Regions from separate parts of the Sus scrofa genome. Here region 2 is linked to region 1. A link is a contact called in public HiChIP or PLAC-seq data. All regions are on one chromosome and are shown on one strand. Each heading gives the region's core, a stretch centred on a gene start, on an enhancer-like site or on the middle of the called end of the contact. The rest is flanking DNA. Distances are from core to core; before and after follow the strand shown.

Region 1 (4,633 bases), core at 1,747-4,246:
CGTGGTGCACACACACTGCAAGCCCTACACCTGCAGCACCTGTGGCAAGACCTACAGGCAGACCTCCACCCTGGCCATGCACAAGCGCAGCGCCCACGGCGAGCTGGAGGCCACGGAGGAGAGCGAGCAGGCCCTTTATGAGCAACAGCAGCTCGAGGGTGAGGGGCATGGGCAGGAGGTGAGATGGGGGTGAGCCGGGCCTCCCCAAGACCACCGGGTGGCAGGTATCAGCCTGGGCTCTCTTCTGCCAGCCGCCTCTGCAGCCGAGGAGAGCCCGCCACCCAAGCGACCCCGAATTGCTTACCTGTCAGAGGTGAAAGAAGAGGATGATGACACCCCAGCCCAAGTGGCTATGGTGACTGAGGAGGACGGGGCCCCCCGCGTGGCTCTGATCACTCAGGATGGCGCCCAGCAGGTACAGGCCCTGGGATGGGGCAGGCAGGCCACTGTGGCTGGTATCCTCTCCATCCTCTCTGGGCAGCCCTACCTCCACCCAGTTTCTCATGGATCTCAGAGAGCTGAGGCCCAGGGTACCAAATCTTCCACAGCCCCTCTTCCTCCTCCTGCTTCCAGCTCAGTCTCTGGGACTTCTGGAGCACAGTTAGGCATTTCTCTCTCGAACTGAAGGCCGACAGGCCTTGTTCATCTGATTGAGACACTTGGATGTCCTTAAGAGAGGCACGTTGGCGTAGGGGCCAGAACATGGTGTGGGGTCCGGAAGCCTGGGGTTTCCAGCCAGCAGTATAACCTGACCCTTGTCAGCACCCTCACTGTCCAGGGTGAAACAAGGGTGAAATTAAGTGGAGAGCCGGAATTGCATGGAACAGAGCCCCCAAGGCAAAGTGGCGGTGAATGGGAGTGGTCAGCAGAACTCTTTCAGGGTGCCTCTCGTTGCCACCCAGGGCCTGTCTTGCTTGTCCTGACCCTCTTCACCCTGTGACAGGAAGCTAATCTTCTAGCTTACCAACTAGCCAGCCTGGTCTGGGAGAGCAGAGACACCTGCCTAGGGGCTTTCAGACAACCCGCTCATCTTCTTCCTTCCTGTTGGCAGGTCAGCCTGTCCCCAGAAGACCTGCAGGCCCTGGGGAGTGCCATCAGTATGGTGACCCAGCACGGCAGCACCACCCTCACCATCCCCAGTCATGATGATGACCTTACCACATCTGGCACACATACAGTCACCATGGTCAGCGCCGATGGCACCCAGACGCAGCCCGTATGACCAGGCGGTTTGCTTGGGTTTCTTGTTCTCTTGTCCTTCCTTTCTGTGGGACGGGCCATAAGGTGCAGGCTAAATTAGGCCAGGCTGCTTATGAGGACCAAGATCCCCACACATAAAGGGTCTTCCTACAGCTCCTTTGGGTCATCAGCAGCTCTCCTGTTGAAAGCATTGCACTGGGAATCAAGAGACAGTTTCTAAATCTCGATCTACCCCTTATTTGCTTTGCTGCCACAGGCAAGTTACTTTTTCACAGACTTTAGTCCATTTTCAAACGAGGGGATTAAATTATCTCTGGGGTCTTTTGCAGCTCTGTCCTTTGGTTTGAAGTTCCTAAAGTAAGTTGGCTGTAAGTTAAAGAAAAATACAACCCCATTTAGCTCTGAGCCCCGAGTTAATTAATCTGAGCCATAATGGTTTTATCCATTTCCTTCTGGGTTTCTCCTAGCCACCGTTCTTGGAGGGGTTCCAGGTTTGGGAGAGTAATGTAGGTGGGTTGGACAACCTCATTCTTTATTTCAGGTCACAATCATTACCTCTGGGACTGTGGTTGCTGAGGACTCAAGTGTAGCATCCCTTCATCATCAACAGGTGGCGCTGTTGGCCACAGCCAACGGAACTCACATTGCAGTGCAGGTAGGACACTGTGGCCAGAGAAAGGAACAAGAGGAGTTCCCAATGTGGCTCAGCTGTAAGGAACCCGACTAGTATCCATGAGGACACGGTTCGATCCCTGACCTTGCTGAATGTGTTAAGGATCTGGCTTTGCTGTGAGTTGTGGTGTAGGTCACAGATGCAGTTCAGGTCCTGCGTCGCTGTGGCTGAGGCACAGGCCAACAGCTGTAGCTCCAATTCGACCCCTAGCCTGGGAACTTCCATGTGCCATGGCTGTGGCCCTAAAAAGCAAAAAAAAAAAAAAAAAGAGAGAGAGAGAGAGGAACAAGAAGGAAAGGGGAACTAGGTAGAGCGCTTGAAGAGGACAGCATTTGGCCCAAAAAGAGCCAATTTCAGATGACAAATCCCTTTCTGCCTACATCCATGCGCCTGTCTCGGGCCCTTTCTTGACTAGGGCAGGGAGATGAAGCCCCTTCTGACCTTCAGGATAACTCAGATGATCGAGTACCTGGTGGTCTAAGCTCTTAATTTCTTCATGTCCCTGTTTATTCATCTGGAAAATAAAAAGGCTGAAGTAGGTGATTACTAAGGTCCTTTCCATCTAGTCCTTCCCCTTCAGTGAGCAAGCTTCCCTTTCTGACCTGGGACTCTTGCGCGGCCCCCCTCGCCACACCTAGCCTTACAGGGTTCCATCAGGGAACCCCTGTGCCTTGGACTCTACTCAGGACTTAGGTGGGTGGCACAGGGTGGGTGGAGGAGATTCGAAAAGTAGCCACATCTCCTACCACTGGAGTCTAGGGGGAGGGTCTCACTCTTGCCTCTTTCTCCACCCTCTTTTCCACAGCTGGAGGAGCAGCAGACCTTAGAGGAGGCCATCAGCGTGGCCACCGCTGCCATGCAGCAGGGGGCTGTGACCCTGGAGCCCACAGAGTCAGAGAGCGGCTGCTGAGCCCAAGAAGGCTGCGTCCCACACCATGCTAGTGGTACCGTGCCACACAGGCATCCTTGCCTCCAAGGCCCAGGCTGTGGCTGATGCGTGGAAGGTGCCATGTCGGTCTCTAGGGCAAGAAGGCAGCAGGAAAACAGCCTGAAGGGTACAGGCGCCCTGCCCAAGAGGAGGGCCAGGCAGCTGGAATCGGGGGCATACGTCATCCTCAGGAGTAAGGAGGACAAGCTTGATCACCAGGCTGCACTGGGCGCCCCCCCAAATCAGCTGGGCACCCTCTCCTCTCTCTAGAAAACACACTTCCTGCCTTCAGTCCACTCCTTCTCGGGTGGCGATTGGGGCTGCTCTTGGGACTAGTCCTCCACTCTGACTGGTCACTGGCCACCAGGGGAGAGGGTACAACAGCTCTTCAGCCCAGTAGGGGCAGAGCAGGCCCAGCCCTGCCTCTCCCAGCAATAACCTCCTCTCTGGAGGCCAGCCAAGAGCCTGGCCACTTGGCAGCAGGGACTTCCTGCCACTGCAGTCAGAAATGCTCAGGGGCCTGTGGCTGGAAAAAAGGTGCGCAGCCCCCTACCCCCAGCTACTCGCCAACCTCTGTGGGAGAGGCAGGGAGTGACCTTGTACATACTGGGGATTGGGTATGATTTGTTTTTTTTTTTTTTTATTCCATTTTGATAATTTTTTTTTTCCTGCTCTGGATGGTGGTGGCAAATGGGTGAATGAGTATTTAATAAAAGTTCCAAGTTTCCATCTGGGTCCCTCCCTCCTCCCTCCTTTTAGCTTTGGGCCCTTTTGGAGGGCTGGTCAAATCAGGCTCTTGGCCCTGTATCCCAGGCACAGACCTCACTCAGTCTCAGTGCCAGACAGTGGGATTCTCCCACCAGGAGCACTGGGGGCAGGAAGCCCTGCTGTAACCTAAGCCCTGAGTTGCTGCCAGAGGTTTCCTGCCTCCAGCTGAGCAAGTGGGCTTCAGAGGGCCAAACAGGACCAGTGTGACACTGCTTCTGCATCCTGGTTGCATCTTAGGCCTCAGGATGTTTGGCCTGGAGGAACTCTCTTTTCCTCCTTAGCTTGTGTTATATTGTCAGAGCCCCTCCAGACCCAGCCACCCCTCCATATGCAGCACACAAGCCACTGCTCCAGGCAAAGCAGCTCCACGAGGTTGGGGTGAGGGTACCTGTGCCACAGTACCCAGGGTCTCTGAGGCCTCTGCTGCCCTGGTGCTGAAGTTCTGGCTTTGGTACCCAGGTCTGGGGTGCCCAGGCACCGAGGTGTCTGGGGCCATGCTATGGAATTCCCAAGCCACGGTCAGAGTGCCCTGAAGAGTATGTGGTAGGACCAGAGTGGCCCCTGGTGGGAAGGAGAGGAGGCAGGGAAAGGTACCTGACAGCTGGACCCCCTCCTGCCTGAGAACATTGCAGGAGTTGGAGATGCCTCATCTCCTCCCTTCCCTGTGGGGGATGTGCCCGTATTCATACTGCCACCCAGGAGATCGGCCCCCTCCCCCAGTGCAGGCCTCCTCTCCTAGGGTGCCCAGCAATCTCCCTTTTACTTTTGCCACCAGCTTCTTGGGAGCAGAGGGCCTAAGCTATGTCCCCAGGGAGTGGTATCCCAGGTCCCTGAGCAGGTTCTCTCAGCATCCGGGCAGGAGGAGGCCCCAGCCCTTCCAGGTGCTGGACCTCAGGAAATGGGAGCCCCGGTGTGGAGCACTCTGACTCCCAGCCCTCCTGAGGCTGGGCTCACCCCTGTGAGTTCAGAATCTCCAGATCTGGGCCAGGGGCCCCAGCGTGGACATTGCTCTGGTGCCAATTAGCACCAAAGCCCAGAGGGTGGGGAGGTGGTGAATCCAGGCC
Region 2 (5,284 bases), core at 2,259-4,758, 120 kb after region 1:
AACCTGCCGAACCTTATGATTTCCTTGTACCTGGGAACAACTGGGGTTGAAGCTGATGGGCTTTCACTGATTTCTCTTCTACCCCCAGATGGTGGTCACAACAGCATTCCTAGGGGTCACCAAGCCAGAGGAGGAAGTGTTCTTCATGAACTGTGCCCTGACTGTGGCCTTCTGGGGTTCAGACCTCCTACCGGATCCCACAGTTCTTACCACTGCCTCTCGTAACCAGGATCAATGTGGGGGGGATGGGGTGAGGGGCAGGGGTTGCTTGGTGGTAGGTCTTTTCCCTTTGGGGGCGTGGTGGGGATGAAAGTAGCAAGCCCTCCACCCCCATGAACCGAAGCAGTGACACAGTTGGGGAAGATGGGGAGTCATTGGGCTCTGGAGAAAGAGGAAAGGTTCTCACCCCCTTGGCCAGGGACTTGGTTTTAAACTTGGCTCTTTTGTAGAAGGATTCGGAAAGAAAGCCAATAAAATGCAACCTACGCCATCACTGCTGGTGTCTGAAGAGTGTCTACTTATAGCCCAGGCACACCTGCGCCCCCATTGCAACCAAGGGTTACTTCTGTACTTAATCTGATGCAATATCACCCATCACCGAGACTTTGGAAAACTTCACTTTATGCTCATAAGAGAAAGAGAAAGGAAAGGGGAAATAACATCGTAGGTATTCTAAAAGTACTAATATCAGGGATCCTAGGAGAGGGTCTCCAGGGTTCTTGAAGTTCTTAGAACTTTGCTCCCTATTCTCTTTCCTGTTGGCTAGAATGCAGACCTTGGTGGGTAGGAACCAGAGCCACCACAGGGTAAAGCTGGTAGTTGAGGATGGGCAGGACATTGAAGACTGTTTAGTGGCCTTGCCCACTACTTGTCAGGGCTTCTCCTCCCTACCCCTCCCCCCACCCCCAACATCATTTGAAGACCAGCATTTGATCATCTGAAAACCAAAAACAGGAGTTCCCATCGTGGCTCAGTGGTTAATGAATCCGACTAGGAACCATGAGGTTGCGGGTTCGATCCCTGGCCTTGCTCAGTGGGTTAAGGGTCCGGTGTTGCCGTGAGCTGTGGTGTAGGTTGCAGACGTGGCTCAGATCCCGTGTTGCTGTGGCGTAGGCCGGTGTCTACAGCTCCGATTAGACCCCTAGCCTGGGAACCTCCATATGCTGCGGGTGCGGCCCTAGAAAAAACAAAACAAAAACAAAAACATCTCCTATGAACTTAGAACTGGTAACTTGAGATAGTGGTGCCTGGAAGAAACTTCTTTCCTGCTATTTTGGCCTTTGCAAAGCAGGTACTATCTAAGAAAGACTCCTTAGTCTTTTCCATTAGCTCCCTTGAAGTCATTTTGGAAAAAATAACAATTTTGGCTCTAATGGATATCAGATCCAGCTCGAAATATGCCTATGGCTTATTTTTCTATTCTATTCAGGGTGAAAGGCAAATTCCTCTCTGTGACCTCAAGGCCTCACAGGATCTGACCTGGTTAACTCTCTGATCTCATCTTCTATGACTGCCCAGCAAGTCCATTCTGCTCCAGGCGTGCTTCTGCCCAGAGTCTTCGCATTTGCTGTTCCCTCTGCCTGAGATGCTCTCCTCATAGACCTCTCCCTGGCCCGCTCCCTTATCTGCTTCAGGTTCCTCTTGCCTGACAACCTATTTATTTATTTATTTATTTGGTCTTTTTGTCTTTTCTAGGGACGCACCCATGGCATATGGAGGTTCCTAGGCTATGGGTCCAATTGGAGCTGCAGCAGCTGGCCTGAGCCACAGCCACAGCAACACGGGATCCAAGGCGTGTCTGCAACCCATACCACAGCTCATGGCAACACCAGAAGCTTAACCCACTGAGTGGGGCCAGGGATGGAAACCACAACCTCATGGTTCCTAGTCAGATTCGTTAACCACCGAGCCATGACGGGAACTCCGACAACCTATTTAAAACTACCTCATTCTGTCTCCTTCTCTGCGGTATGTTTCTTTTTTTTTTTTTTTTTTTTTTTTTTTTTTTTTTTTTTGTCTTTTTGCTATTTCTTGGCCTCCACGCATATGGAGTTCCAGGCTAGGGTCGAATCGGAGCTGTAGCCACCGCCTACGCCAGAGCCACAGCAACGCAGGATCCGAGCCACGTCTGCAACCTACCCACAGCTCACGCAACGCTGATCTTAACCACTGAGCAAGCAGGACCAAACCCGCAACCTCATGGTTCCTAGTCGGATTCGTTAACCACTGCGCCATGACGGGAACTCCATCTGCGGTATGTTTCTTGAAAGCACGTCCCACAAACATTCTATTGTTTACTTATTTTGTTGTCTGTCTCTCCTCTCTTGAGTATCAGCAACAATGAGGTAATGAGGGCAACTGTCTTTTTTTGGGGGGACGTTCCTGCAGCATATGGAAGTTCTGGGGCCAGGGATTGAACCTGTACTACAGCAGTGACAATGCTGTATCTTTACCCCCTGAGCCACCAGGGAATTCTGGCAAGGGTCTTTATTTTGTTCCTTGTAGCCCCAGTCCTAGGTGCTCAGTAAAGATTTATTGAAAGAGTGGAGGTGTAAGTGGTAGCAGAAGCTGGGAGGATAAGTACAAGCTGGCACCCAAAGTAGGGTTTATGTGGTGATGTGGGGCTTCTCTCCCCTCCCTTTATTCCTGTCCTCTACTATGATCCTTCCCTTTGCTGGGAGCCTGCCTCCTCCAGATTTCCTTAAACTGAAACCCCGGGAAGTGGAGGTACTCTTGGTTTCTTACAAACAACCAGAGCAAGGCCTCTTCTTGGTCTTGGGGAGGAAGTTCACAGTAAGATCTATGGCCATACACCTATGGTTAGGTTTCACTGAGACTCCATTCTCAGGTATATTTATACATCAACGATTTTTAGAGAGGACTGAAACGCGAATGATGGCAGATGATGAGCTATGGAAGAGGTGACTATATGGTGGGGTGGTAAATTATGATCAAATCCTACTGCAGAGCTCATGATCTACAAGCATCGTGGACATCAGCTAAAATCAAATGCTTGGATCCTCAAGTTCAAAGGATCCCTGATACCTATTCTGCACACTCACACCCCTCCCTCCCTCAAGCACTTAACTTCAGTGAGCAGTGGAGGAGGCGGTTTAAGGTTGCAGCCCAGGACCCGCCCCTCCATCAAGCCCCGCCCACCCCACTTTCCCTGGCTTAACTCCGGCCGCAGGCCTATTTGTGACCACGCCCCATTCTAGCCCCCGCCCCGTGAGCCGCTACGCACTTCGCCCCGCCCCTCTACTCAGTCCCTCCTCCCGGCCAGGAGCGTTCCTGGCCCCGCCCCTTCCTGGCCGGCCCTCATGCCCCGCCCCAGCTGCCCTTTCCTCTCCTTTCCTGTTCAGAAGGTGCTAATTTCGCGGGCTGTCCCTGCGTCTGCGTCCCTTTCCCCAGACCCCGGAGCTGAGGCCCGAAACCAGGGCGCAGAGCGGCACGGCTCCCTGGCCCGGGGTATGGCGGCCCCCGAGGCGGCGCCTGCTCAGGCAGAGGGCGCGGAGCCGGCGCCCTGGGCGCAGCTGGAGGCCCCCTCCCGCCTCCTATTGCAGGCGCTGCAGGCGGGGCCCGACGGGGCGCGGCGCGGTCTGGGGGTGCTGCGGACCTGGGCGGCCGCGGCAGGGACCCCTTCTGCTGGGGCGGCGTGCTCGAGGCGCTCTGCCGGGAGGAGCCCGTCGTGGAGGGCCCGGACTGTCGCCTGGAGCTGTAAGTCGTCCGCCCACCTTCCTCCTGCCTTACTGGTTGCGGCGGCAGCTGGCGCAGCGCGGGGCGCCGCCTTCGTTCTCTACCGCCGTGAGAGGCAGGGGCTAACGCCACCCCTCTTCTCTAGAAGAGAAGACTGAGGCGCTGGGAGATTAATTACTTCCCCACGGCGCGCCCCCTGTGAGGAGGGGCATCCGTCAGACCTTTACTGAGCACCTGCTGGGTGCAGTGCCACATACCTAGACGGAAGACACATGCCCTCGGTTGAGTGTAGATGAATAATGATGTCTGTGAACTCCAGTTGATTTTGATCGCACACTTCCATGATCCTGTACCCACAGTATAGGTATACTCGTTATGTATAACGTGTACACGGGTGTTAAAATATGTACATTGTCAAGTGTACCGAAATAGAGCTTTATTTTCTGTCTTTTTAGGGTACGGGAGCATATGGAAGTTCCCAGGCTGGAGGTTGAATTGGAGCTGTAGCTGCCAGCCTAAACCACAGCCACAGCAATAGTGGATCGAGCTGAGTATGGGACTTAGACCACAGCTCACAGCAACGCTGGGTCCACTGAAAGGGGCCAGTGATTGGAACCCATGACCTCATGGATACTAGTGTGGTTCTAGTGCTGAGCCAAAATAGAAATTTAAAACGTGTTAATAAACAGAATAAACATCTAATCGTGGTGGTTTTATATTAATTTTTAACACATAATATACATTGTAGGGCAAGATCACTTACCTTAAGGATGATCTTGATCATTTCTAGTGTTTTGGGTGACTTTGAACATTCCTCCCTTAAGTAGCTAAGAATTCCCACTAGGAGCAGAAGTGTCACTCTGCCATTTTTTTATTAGGTTGTACTTCCATTATTGGTAGTCAGTTTCTTTTTCAGGCATCTTATAAGCCATGTGTCCAATTGGTGAAGATTTGTTTTGTTAAAAAACAATATGGGAGTTCCCGTCCTGGCTCAGTGGAAAACAAATCTGACTAGCATCCACGAGGACATAGATTCGATCTCTGGCCTCCCTCAGTGGGTTAAAGATCTGGTGTTGCCTCGAGCTGCAGTGCAGGTTGCAGACAAGGCTTGGATCTGGCCTTGCTCTGGCTGTGGCTCCAGCTCCAATTCGACCCTAGCCTGGGAACCTCCATATGCCACAAGTGCAGCCCTAAAAAGACAAAAAAAAAAAAAAAAAAAAAGCAGGAGTTCCCAATGTGGCACAACGGGATGGTTTTCTGCAATGCCAGGCAGGTTCAATCTCTGGCCCGCACAGTGAGTTAAGGAATCTGGCCTGTAGGGTAGGTTGCAGCAGCTGCAGCAGGGATCTGACCCCTAGTTATGGACTCCATATGCTAAGGGTGGAGGGGCAAAAAAGGAAAAAAAAACCAACATAGCATCCATAGATTCACAGAAAGTAAGGGGGGGGTCAGGTGCCACCTTCAGCCTCTAGGGGCTGAAGATCAGGCCGCTTTCCCATACCCTCCCTAAGAATTGAGCTGGACACTGGAATATGCAGGACCAATCCATGTATTAAATATTTGTAATACTTAATTTATTATTTTTTAG

The links. HiChIP or PLAC-seq counts read pairs in DNA pulled down with a chosen protein or histone mark.
Region 2: an H3K27ac HiChIP or PLAC-seq map of alveolar macrophages shows a contact between it and region 1. The contact joins the enhancer-like site here to the promoter of DEF6 in region 1. A contact is called at or near these places in 3 of 5 promoter capture datasets (fetal liver, fetal skeletal muscle and liver), 17 of 47 Hi-C or Micro-C datasets (blood, brain, embryonic fibroblasts and 11 more) and 2 of 2 datasets of contacts at active chromatin or transcription factors (alveolar macrophages and skeletal muscle).

Annotation. Positions count from the first base shown.
Region 1 is chr7:31,188,792-31,193,424 of Sscrofa11.1, forward strand. It overlaps DEF6 (differentially expressed in FDCP 6 homolog), which reads left to right and starts at 2,997. Exons shown (of 11, transcript XM_001929239.6): 1 at 2,997-4,633. It overlaps ZNF76 (zinc finger protein 76), which reads left to right. Exons shown (of 14, transcript XM_021098617.1): 10 at 1-158; 11 at 252-415; 12 at 1,052-1,216; 13 at 1,742-1,855; 14 at 2,679-3,528. The coding sequence ends at 2,783.
Region 2 is chr7:31,309,918-31,315,201 of Sscrofa11.1, forward strand. LOC110261706 (a long non-coding RNA gene) reads left to right here. Exons shown (of 3, transcript XR_002346170.1): 3 at 89-181. Among named protein-coding and RNA genes, the nearest start is that of RPL10A, 15 kb to the right of the region's middle. Within about 2 kb of position 3,509, at least 39 of the 83 cell types and tissues checked have an H3K27ac peak or open chromatin away from gene starts, as enhancers often do. A contact at or near this core is called in alveolar macrophages, embryonic fibroblasts, fetal liver and 5 more, where this site is marked.